Regions from separate parts of the Mus musculus genome. Here region 2 is linked to region 1. Evidence: chromatin contacts called from public HiChIP or PLAC-seq data. All regions are on one chromosome and are shown on one strand. The core of a region is the stretch at or near the end of the contact, and the rest is flanking DNA. Distances in the headings are between cores, read along the strand shown.

Region 1 (5,003 bases), core at 1,782-4,281:
TTTTAAAAATGCCGATTTCTGGCTTGTCTTGAAAAAAAATCAGGAAGACTGACAGGCCCAGATCTGCACTGTCCCATGGCAACAATAAACTAAACTAAACCTTCAGATGGGGTATGCACGCCCTGATGTACCTCAGACCCCACCCTCCCTATTGTCTCAAGAGCCTGAGGCAAATACAATCACCATTCTCTTCTATGCTGGCAGGGTTGTGCTCCTGTAGTGGTGAAAACTGAGTTTAGGATCGTGCAAGTTTCCTTACCATTGACACACTTCTGTCCTGGACCCCTCCGGGCGTCTTGTGTTATGAGTGTAATTGGGCTGAGTTATTACTTATATTAGAGCATCCTTTCCTAATGACTGCCAGCCACATCCCAGGTGCACACATAGTGTTGATGCTGTTGATGCAGGCATATTGTTGTGGCTGCTGAGGGGGGCTCACACAGGGTTGGAGAGAAAGGACTGAGGTATTATGAGGTGACTGAGCCCTGGTCTGGAAAACAGAATGACCAGGCCACTCTCCATATACATGTGAGCGATTTCTCCATCCCTGTGGGCTTCAGTTCCCATCGCTAAACTCAAGAATTTAGTTTAGTGTGGACTACATGACCTGCAGGCTGTTACCCAGTCCTCATGCTCCGTCTCTCTTTGCCTTTGTCTTTGCCTCTCTCTTTTTTCTCTCTCTCTATATATATACATACACATATTTTTTAAAATTATTTTTAGCTAGGTATATGTGCACATAAGTGCAAATGTACAAGAAGGCTAAAGGCATTCAGTCCCCCGGAGCTGCAGTTACAGACAGTTATGAGCTGCCTGACATGGGTGTTTGGAACCAAATTCCGGTTCTCTGGAAGAGCAGCATATGTTCTTAAGCACTAAGCCATTTTGAATCCAGCCCCACTTTGTTTCTGCAAGCCATCTCTCTGAGACACTCACAGCCAAGTCCGAGCCATGTGTCTGCTGGAAAGGCAAGGAAGTCCTGCCCAACCCATTGGGTGGTGACAGCGACTAGAGGCTTGTAGTCACAGAGGAACTTCTGCTACCAACAGCCACAGTAGCAGGAGCCAACAACAGCTGTGGGTCTCCTCACGGGCTTTCCTGTGTCCTGTTGGAGTTCTCTGGGAAAACTTCCGAAGCTGGTGGCTTCCAGTGACCAGAACTTTCTCAGACTGAGAAAAAGTAATGAGGTAATGGATGGCCTGGCTGTCTGGAGACCTGAGGTCTGCTTCCACATGACCTCATGCCCCATCGAAGCTCCAGTGCCTATGTGACTCGTCTGTTGTGAACATTACTTCCTCCCCAGACTTGCTTTGCTGTGTGGAGAAAGAAGAGATGGCTGGATTCAGACATGCTGGGGATGGAGACCTCACAGAGTTCAGCACAGAGTGAGGAGGTGGGCAAGAGGGCCCTGCTAAATGTTGCTGGAGAGATGGCAGCCAGGTCTGGTTCCTGACATTGCTCTTGGGTTAGGTGGAAGCCCCACCCCGTGGTTGCACTGTCATCTCTGAAGCCTGGGGAATATGTGCAGATAGGAGCAGTTGCATGGCAGACAGTATTGCAGGTATGAGCTAAAGTACAACCCAAACTAAGAAGTTGTCCACTGTAACGATGCATGGTTTAAAAGCAGAAACATTTTCTGTCTGGAGTTGGAAAACTGCAGGGAAGAGGTGAGAGACACCAGAAGCATACAGCAGGCTGACAATAGCTGGAAGATCCACCCAGAGTGCAGCACAATGCATGGCATGCAGCCTCAGGGAATGAGAGCCAGTGAGAAAACGGGGCCTCAACCTTATGTCCATGAGTAGTTTGATCTGTCTGGTGACCTGAACAGGTTTAGGAGCAGAGTCGTCCTTGGCACCTCCAGGTACGGCCCAGGGAGCTCACATCACAGAAAACATGAACAGGTATCCAGTTAATTAGTGCTGCACCTACAGACCTTCGAGACAGCCACCAGCGTGTGGCAGAGTGTTACAGCCACACAGAAAACAACTCAAGACTTCTTGCCATGGTTTAGAGCTAACTGAAGATTGTGGGGTTAGACACCCTGGAGGGATCTATGTTGTATGTCCAGAAAGACAATCGTGGGCACAGTTTAATGGAGGGTGTCATTTCAGAATCAGATTTGGAGATGGAAGACTCCCTCTAGGTAGATGGAGATGACTTTTCAGATGGTCCACGAGGCTACATCCTGCTGCCAAGAACATTTGAGGTTTAAAATGAGCCTGATAAGCAGAGAGGACTCCTGCTGAGGTAAAAACAGCTTTAGCATTCCAGAAGTGTCCCAGGGTTCATGAGCCCTCTAGAGAATCAATATCTCTCTTCAATAGAAATGACAAATGATCATCATGCTAACTCTCATTCTCTCCCTGCATTTTTCTTCACATCTGAAAGCCTACAAAATTCAAATTGGTAATGTAAATGGCCAGAGAAAGAGATGTTTACAGGATGAAATTCTTCTTCCCTGCCAGCTGTTTGATCACCCTACACGGTCTCCGGGTACACAATGACCCTATGCCATTCACACTTCTAGTGGCTATTTGGTAGCCTTTATGTCCCCAAACCTAGGCTGTGAAGGTTGCTAAGGGCACTGTAAGTCACTTCTGCATTGTGGGGACCACAGTTCAATGAAAGAGTCTTTTATTTTGTCTTATGGTCAAATCAAAGTCGGCTGGCTCCATGCACATAGAGTATTATAATGGCAGATTATGTGTGGGCCCCAGTGAGGTAGACCAGGAGGAAGCATTCATTCAGGTGGCATAATTCCCTCCCCTCACTCCATTTCATCTTGTCCTGCAGCCCACGGGAAGAGACCACTTGCTATCAGGATGGGTCTTTCCCCTCTGTTAATTCTTCCTGGAAACCCCTTCCCAGACATACCCAGAGGCCTGCCTCACTGTCTTCTAGTCAGTTCAACATCCAGTCAAATTGATAATAAAGATTAACCATCTCGGAGAACAATGCATATTGGACTTCTCTGTTGACTCAGCGAAGAATGACATCTTTGGCTTGCCCCTTGCATGCCTTCTACTCAGTGTGGAGATGGGGTGTGGGGGGGGAGATAAGAACACTTTGAAAGCATCTGTTAGTTAGTTGGTGGTAGTGCTGTGTCCCTAAATCCCAGGATTTGGAGGCAATCTCTGAGTTTCAGGCCATCCTGGTCTACAGGAGTTCTAGAACAGCCAGGGCTACACAGGGAAACCCTGTCTTGAAAAAACAAAAACAAAAAAGGAAAGAAAAAGAAAAAAAGAAGAGAGAGAGAGAGGAAGTAGGAGGAGGAAGAAGAGGAAGAAGAGGAGGAGAGGAGGAGGGGGAGGAGGAGGAAGAAGAAGAAAAGAGGAAAACCTTCATGAAGCTGGGTGTTTTCCTTGGTTCCCATCTGAATCTTGTCACGACCAGCAAGTGCTGCCTAATCATAATTAAATCAGACAGCATTACTGACATGTACCCTGTCTCTGAGAAGTCGAACATCCCTTAAGACTCTCCAGCCCTCTAGCAGGCCTTCCTGGGTCTCATGCCTTTGCTACAATCTGACCTGCTGGAGTCTTCTGAACTCCAGTCTTGGACATCTAGTCCTAACATAATACCTGCCTTTGGGCTCTGCAGCTTGCCTTCCAGAAATTGGGCTAAACATTCAAACACATGCATCTATGGGGCCATTTCTATTCAAACCACCACACTTGGAGTGACAGCCAGCTGTTTTCTTGATATTACCTCTGTCTCTTGATGTCACCCCCACAGGTCATGTACTTTTATAGAAGGCTTTTATTAAGTTTCAAACCCTGGGACAAATGGCTGAGGTGCCTGGTTAGCATATCAAAGCAGTCCTGGCTGCTAGGTTCTCCCAGCATCCCTCAGTTCCTACTTGTTACAGGTATGGGTGGCATGCCCTGCCTTCTACCCAGAATTCTCCAGCCTAGGGGCTGGCTGCTTTCCCCTAGAGGCTCTTCCACACATAATCCAGCCATTTTTGTTACCCTCACCCAGTGTGCAGGTATATGTGGGGTGAGTGCCATTTTTTTCTTACCTTTTCCCCTCATGGCTGCTGTGCCTGGTTTCCTTTTCTCTGCCCCACTCCCCACCTTCCCACATGGCCCAGCTCAGCCTGCTGTGTTTACTCTGGACTCTCCCAGACATCTCTGCCTCTGGCTATGCATTCCTTTTATGTACAATGAACTTTCTCCACCATACTTAGGAGAAAGCATGTCCTTCCTTTTCCTTTATTTTTTCATTCAGGTCTGACTTGTGGTTTCCACTACACTGTAACCTCACTCAGAACTTCCCCTTGACCCCGATGCCTCAGGTTATCTGAGGTCATCCGAGTCATCTGACCTGGCCAACATGGGATTCTTGTTCTGACGCCATGCAGAGTGTTCTCTGACTTCCTTGAAGATTTTTATTTTCCATTTTCATGTGTGAGCGTGTCTGCATATATGCATGTATGTGGATATATATGGTACAAGTGTGCATGTGTGTGAGTATTCGTAGACAGGGAGAGTGTCCTATGTGTGGGTCTATGTGGTGTGAGCTTGCAGTGTGCGGGTCTTTATAGTGTGAGTGTGTGAGTCTTTATGGTGTGAGTGTGCAGTGTGTGAGTCTTTATGGTGTGAGTGTGCAGTATGCGGGTCTATGTGGTATGAGTGTGCAGTGTGTGGGTGTATGTGGTATGAGCGTGCATGTGGAGCTCTGAGGTTGATGTTAGGAATCACCCTACTCACTGAGGTAAAGTCTCTTAAACCCAGGGCTCACCAGTGTGACTAGTCTCATTAATCTCATTGCTCTGGGACCCTCATCTCTGCCTCCTAAGGCTATAATTACTGCCAGGCCTATCCAGTATCTGCATGTTTACTGGGAATCCAGAAACTCTGGTCATGAGGCTTATGCGGCAAGCACTTTAAACATGGAGCCATCTACATAGCATGGATTGTCAACGATGCCTAATACTCATGCAAGATTTTGAAGAATTTGCAAATTTAAAGTAAACCATTCAACTTGGTAGGACTATG
Region 2 (5,003 bases), core at 1,580-4,079, 260 kb before region 1:
GAAAGTCGGGAATCTTCCCTAGTTTTCCTTTTACCTTCTCAGGAAGCCTGACCTCTGGATCGTGCTCAGGGCTTCCTGTTTGCCCCCCATCATCTCTGTGCAGTCTCTGCGGGTCTGTGTCTTTAGCCTTGGGGAATCTGGATTAGTCACCCCAGCCCCGAGAACATTTTCTAGCATATCTGCTTCTCAGCCCTTTTCCTTCAAAGGGAATCTGGCTCGGAAGTGATGGTGAGCAGAAGGTTCTTTGGGGCTGGATAGTGGAGCAGAGAAGGGAGAGGGGAGAGGGAAGGGAGAGAGGCTCTACAGAACCCTATGGGCAGGGGCTGGGAACTGCTCTCTTTAGGAGACTCTGCCTTTGTCACAGAGGTGTGCCTGTTCCCTGTAAGGTTTGAAAAGCCTTCCTTACTCATATCCTCTAGGGAGCTAGGTCCTGAGAATGGTGGTCTTGGGTGGGCAGAGTGCCTTGAGCCTGGGCCTAAACTGACTCACTCAGAAGAGAAGCAAACAAGACCTGCTTCATGAAACCATGGAAGGTCTACAGTTATGTCTCCCCATGGAAAGAACAGAACCAGGCAGAGAGGGGGATCCCAGAAACCCCAGGAGTGAGCACCATCCTGAGAGCCCCACCTGTGCACAGGGCCTGGGTCACTGCTCTGAGCCAATCTGGCTTTCTGGCTCCATGAGGCAGGTCATTGTTACAATTCTGCTCTCAGAGATGCTTGTCTTTATAAGGCCAGCTGTGCCACAGGGAGGGGAGTCACTCAGTCACAGCTCTAGCGTGACCCAGCATGGCTGAGGAGATGCCCAGGGCCTCGCTGTGAGGGAAGCTGAGGGAGCTCCCTGCTGGCTAGGGATACCTTGTATGCTTTCCCTTTCTTTCTGACTTGAGTCAAACAGGAAGGGTGGCTTATCTGATGGCTTCTCCCAACACATTCAACACTGATGCTGTCCTGGAACACCTCTGACTGTTGACTGTCTCCCGGTGGGAGGAACAGTTTAGGGTTAGAGGCTCACTCTCAGGCCTGTACTGAGGCTGGAGAGGCCAGCCCATCGTGGAAGCCTAGCTCCAGGGCTGCTGGCCTCAACAGTCCTGGACTCCGAACTCTACAGGGCCCAGAGTTTCCCCTGTCTAGCCCCACTGATGAGACAGGATGGCCCTCTCTGAGTGGGTAGCCTCACAGTGAATCGGTGAGACATCTAGAAAGCCCAGAGACATCCCCTTAAAGTAACTGCTCCACACAAGGAAATCGCTACTGATGTTCCTGCTTAGAGACAGGAAAACGAAGGCCCAGGAGCTCTAACGCAGTCCTTAAGGACATCCAGGAAAAAGGTGCCAGATGACATGGGATCTCAGGCAGCCAGAAGCTCAAGGAGACCTAGGAATATCCTAGATCCCCTCTGAGAATCATGAGACACCATGGATCCACACATACAGAGCCCTGAGAACAAGGACAGAGGCCATGAGCAGCAGTCTGGCCAGCGGCTTTCCTCAGAGATCCATTTCTGTGGCTGCAGAACCATGTCTGGGGATAGTTTCACATTTGATGTCTGCTGGCATTCCTTAGAACAGAGACCTCAGGGCACCTGTGAGACACCCGATCCAGTAAACCGAGGCAATCATCTGTTTCTAGCTGCCCTGCCTGGGCCTTCTCACCTCACCAGACTCAGCTCAGGCCCCTCACTCTCTCAACTCCTCTAACACCGGTTCTCCTTAGAGCTCAAGGCCTTCTCCCAGGCTGTTTCCTTTGATCGAGTAACTGTTAGGCCTACATGCTACACTTCCTCAGGAAGCCCTCCTTGAAAGTGCCTTTCTTGATCATCTGTCCACATCATGACCTCTTCCTTTACAGGAACTGACTGCCATCAATGACGAGTGCTGTGACCATGGATGACCCTGCTCTCTATAGGCCCAAGTGTTCCAGTTCATCCCCCTATCTTCACGCATTGAGTGTAGGAGCTCATTACCTGAGAGAATCACAGGGAGTGATGGAGACGACTCATGCCATCCATGAGCGGATGTACTGAAGAGTCAGAACTGGGAGACGTGGAATACCGAGGTAGAGTACAGAGTTAGGAAGCTCAACAAGAGGCTGTAACGGGGCCACCAGGCTCTCCTTCTCCTCCCATTGCCCCAAAGGACAAAGCAGATGGGGTCATAGAGGTCTGGTCACTACTTCAGGATCACTTAGTGGATTAACGGTGAGCATGGATGGGTCCCAGCAGGTTCCCAACTGACATTACCTACCAGTCTGCTCCAGATGTTGACCTCATATGAGCACCATCAGGCTGGAGCTGATACCTGGACTTGCACTAGAAATGAGCATCTCTCAAAGATTGGCTACATCCCATTGAAAGAAATACCCGTGAGATTTTTATTCATAACATGCCTAAACAATGGCAGGGTGCAAAGTCTCTCCTATAGGAAGTTGAAAATTAACACAGGTAGAAAAAAATACAGATAAAAATTAAGAGAGTGGAGAGGCATGGGTTGTCTCTATACTCTACAGAGCAGAGGTGAAGTCAGGAATCCTGCGCACTAAAGGCAGAAGGTAGGAACGGGTGAAACGTCATGGCCTGGAAAGAAGACTTCTGGCCATGATGGAGTGGCTGGGACAGGACTGGGGTTCCTGATGAAGCTAAGACAATTAAATCAAAGCTTACAGCCCTCATCAATTGGTGATGTGATCCACAGAGCAGACCTGGGGCGTCTCAGCTCATTCCCCAAACTCTATTAGAGATAATCAGCTCACAGGACAGAGTAGGGCCCAGTGGGCACACCCTCTCACTGAACCTAAACCGAAAGGACAGTGATCCAGGGCAGGATTTGTGATGAGGCTGGACAGGGCAGGACAGAATGACAAAGAAGAGATAACTGAGCCAAGAAGGAATTCCAGAAATGTGCACTGAGGCTTCCTTAACGGCTCTAGCTGAAATGTAAATAATTTGTGTAAAGCGAATCTCTACAGAGAAAACATGTGTGTGTGTGTGTGTGTGTGTGTGTGTGTGCGTGTGTGTGTGTGTGTGTGTGCACGCGCGCGCATGTGTGTGCACTCAGAGGTTTCAAAGAAGTTGCACAAGATTAGGAGAACTTTCTGGTCTCACCTGCTAGAAAGGAGAAGGCCTGCTGTCTTAAGCAGAAGGGCTCTGCCTTGGAAGAGCTACTGTAACCCTGGAATACGAATGACTCCTGACTTGTTCTGACCCTTTCTCAAAGCAAGACTATGAAGTATCAAGTTGCTCTGTAAGAAAATCTGCCAGAAAGAAGGTGACACTTTTCAGAGAAAGAAAACACAACCCAGTTAAGCCCACAACACACCATCTACAATGTGCAGCATAAAACAATTGCTTTTGAGGAGAACCAGGAAAATGTAGTTCAAAATCAGAAGGAAGACCAATCAGGAGAAACAGAAATAAGAATGATGATAAAATTATGAGTGATAAACCTTAAAGCAGCTATTAAACATACCCAGTACTCAAAGGTTTAAAGAAGACTATGAATGTAGCAGAGCACAAAGGGAGCTATTAAGAAGGAATTTGCAGAGATTAGATGCTGTAGAAGGAAAGATTAATGAATCTGAAAGCAGGGCAAACTGAATCACAGAGGAACAATACGGATGAAATAGTAAACCCAGGCTGGACTGACTGTAAGCACTTCCAGGCATCTAATAAACGTGCAATTAAAGTCTCGGGAGAGGAGAAAGAAATTAGAGAAGAAAAATATAAATCTCTTGGCCAAAGCTGATGAATCTCAACAAAAATCAGGTTGGTAAGAACTAGTATTACTGGCTAGTACTTAAAAGGCTTCAGAGGTCTAGACAGAGGACTCAGTGGTTATGACCTAAATTCATGATAGACTATAATACCTGGACGATGTATACTATAAACCACAAAGTAAAAAAGAGCTAATAGAAGAATATTAACAAAATAAATTGAAAATACTTTATTAGTACAGCAGTAGACAAGAAAACAAGAGTGAAAATTAGCAATATGAATGGAAAAATACGTAGTATCAAGTGAAATCCAACCATGCCTATAAGCTATATTAAATGTAAATGTATTAAAGTGTTCAATTAAAAGGAAATAGTTCTATTCTCTGTTTACTTTCACATGTACTGTACCATGACTATATGTTTCTTTTGTGTGTGTGTGACAGGGTTTCTCTGTGTAGCCCTGGCTGGCCTGGAACTCATTAAGTAGACCAGGTTGGCCTTGAACTCACAGAGAATCTTGTGCCTTTGCCTCCTGAAGGTTGGGATTAAACACGTATACCATCATTCCTGGCTTGTATGTTCCATTTTAATTTGAAGCTTAAAAATAAAATTTTAAAAGGGGAAAAGCACAGATTACCACAGCAGATAAAGAAGTTAGGACTGCCGATAGCTTTATATTTAAAATGACGGAAAGTGACCAAACAAAAGCCTGGGGAAAGAAACACTGTATAAACACCAGTAGAAAAGCCCCTCTGTGTGGTGGCCATAATATATTGTAGGGAAGATTACAGAAGATTTTAGAGATGAAGAACACTGCACCATTTACAGTGATACTTCAGCTCTTCAAAGCACAGTGACACTGTGTGTGCATTTAACAGCAGACATCCAAACCAACTAGTCAAAAATGGATGCGTCTTAAAGAGGAACTGGAAAAACCCAGCTGAGGCTCCTGAGGTTTTGGGTTAGTACCTGATAAAGCCAACCAATTTCTTTTTGAAGTCAAGAAAGGCTAGAGAGACTTGAACATTATCAATCAACTTCAACTAATTGATACTACAAAACAAATCACAAGCTTACTCATGATTAATTACTTTTGGTAAATGAACATAAAAAACATAGCAAAGAGAGACCATATACATGGTTGACCATAAAACAAAACTCAATAAATTGCAAAGATCAGAAATAACAATACATATTTGATCACAACAGAAATAAATTAAAATCAATTATAATTTTAAAATAATTACTTGTTTTTATATTTTAAATATAATGTATATAATAAATATAAATATA

The links. HiChIP or PLAC-seq counts read pairs in DNA pulled down with a chosen protein or histone mark.
Region 2: an H3K27ac HiChIP or PLAC-seq map of extraembryonic endoderm stem cells shows a contact between it and region 1. The contact joins two enhancer-like sites. A contact is called at or near these places in 2 of 15 datasets of contacts at CTCF or cohesin (the NIH/3T3 cell line and stem cell-derived epiblast-like cells), 3 of 484 Hi-C or Micro-C datasets (bone marrow-derived macrophages, cumulus cells and nephron progenitors) and 3 of 115 datasets of contacts at active chromatin or transcription factors (embryonic basal ganglia, extraembryonic endoderm stem cells and trophoblast stem cells).

The regions. Positions count from the first base shown.
Region 1 is chr4:62,846,734-62,851,736 of GRCm38.p6, reverse strand. No RefSeq gene overlaps it. Among named protein-coding and RNA genes, the nearest start is that of Gm24117, 37 kb to the right of the region's middle. Within about 2 kb of position 3,031, at least 6 of the 459 cell types and tissues checked have an H3K27ac peak or open chromatin away from gene starts, as enhancers often do. A contact at or near this core is called in extraembryonic endoderm stem cells, where this site is marked.
Region 2 is chr4:63,110,032-63,115,034 of GRCm38.p6, reverse strand. All of the region lies in intron 10 of Zfp618 (zinc finger protein 618), which reads right to left. Among named protein-coding and RNA genes, the nearest start is that of Ambp, 42 kb to the left of the region's middle. Within about 2 kb of position 2,829, at least 6 of the 459 cell types and tissues checked have an H3K27ac peak or open chromatin away from gene starts, as enhancers often do. A contact at or near this core is called in extraembryonic endoderm stem cells, where this site is marked.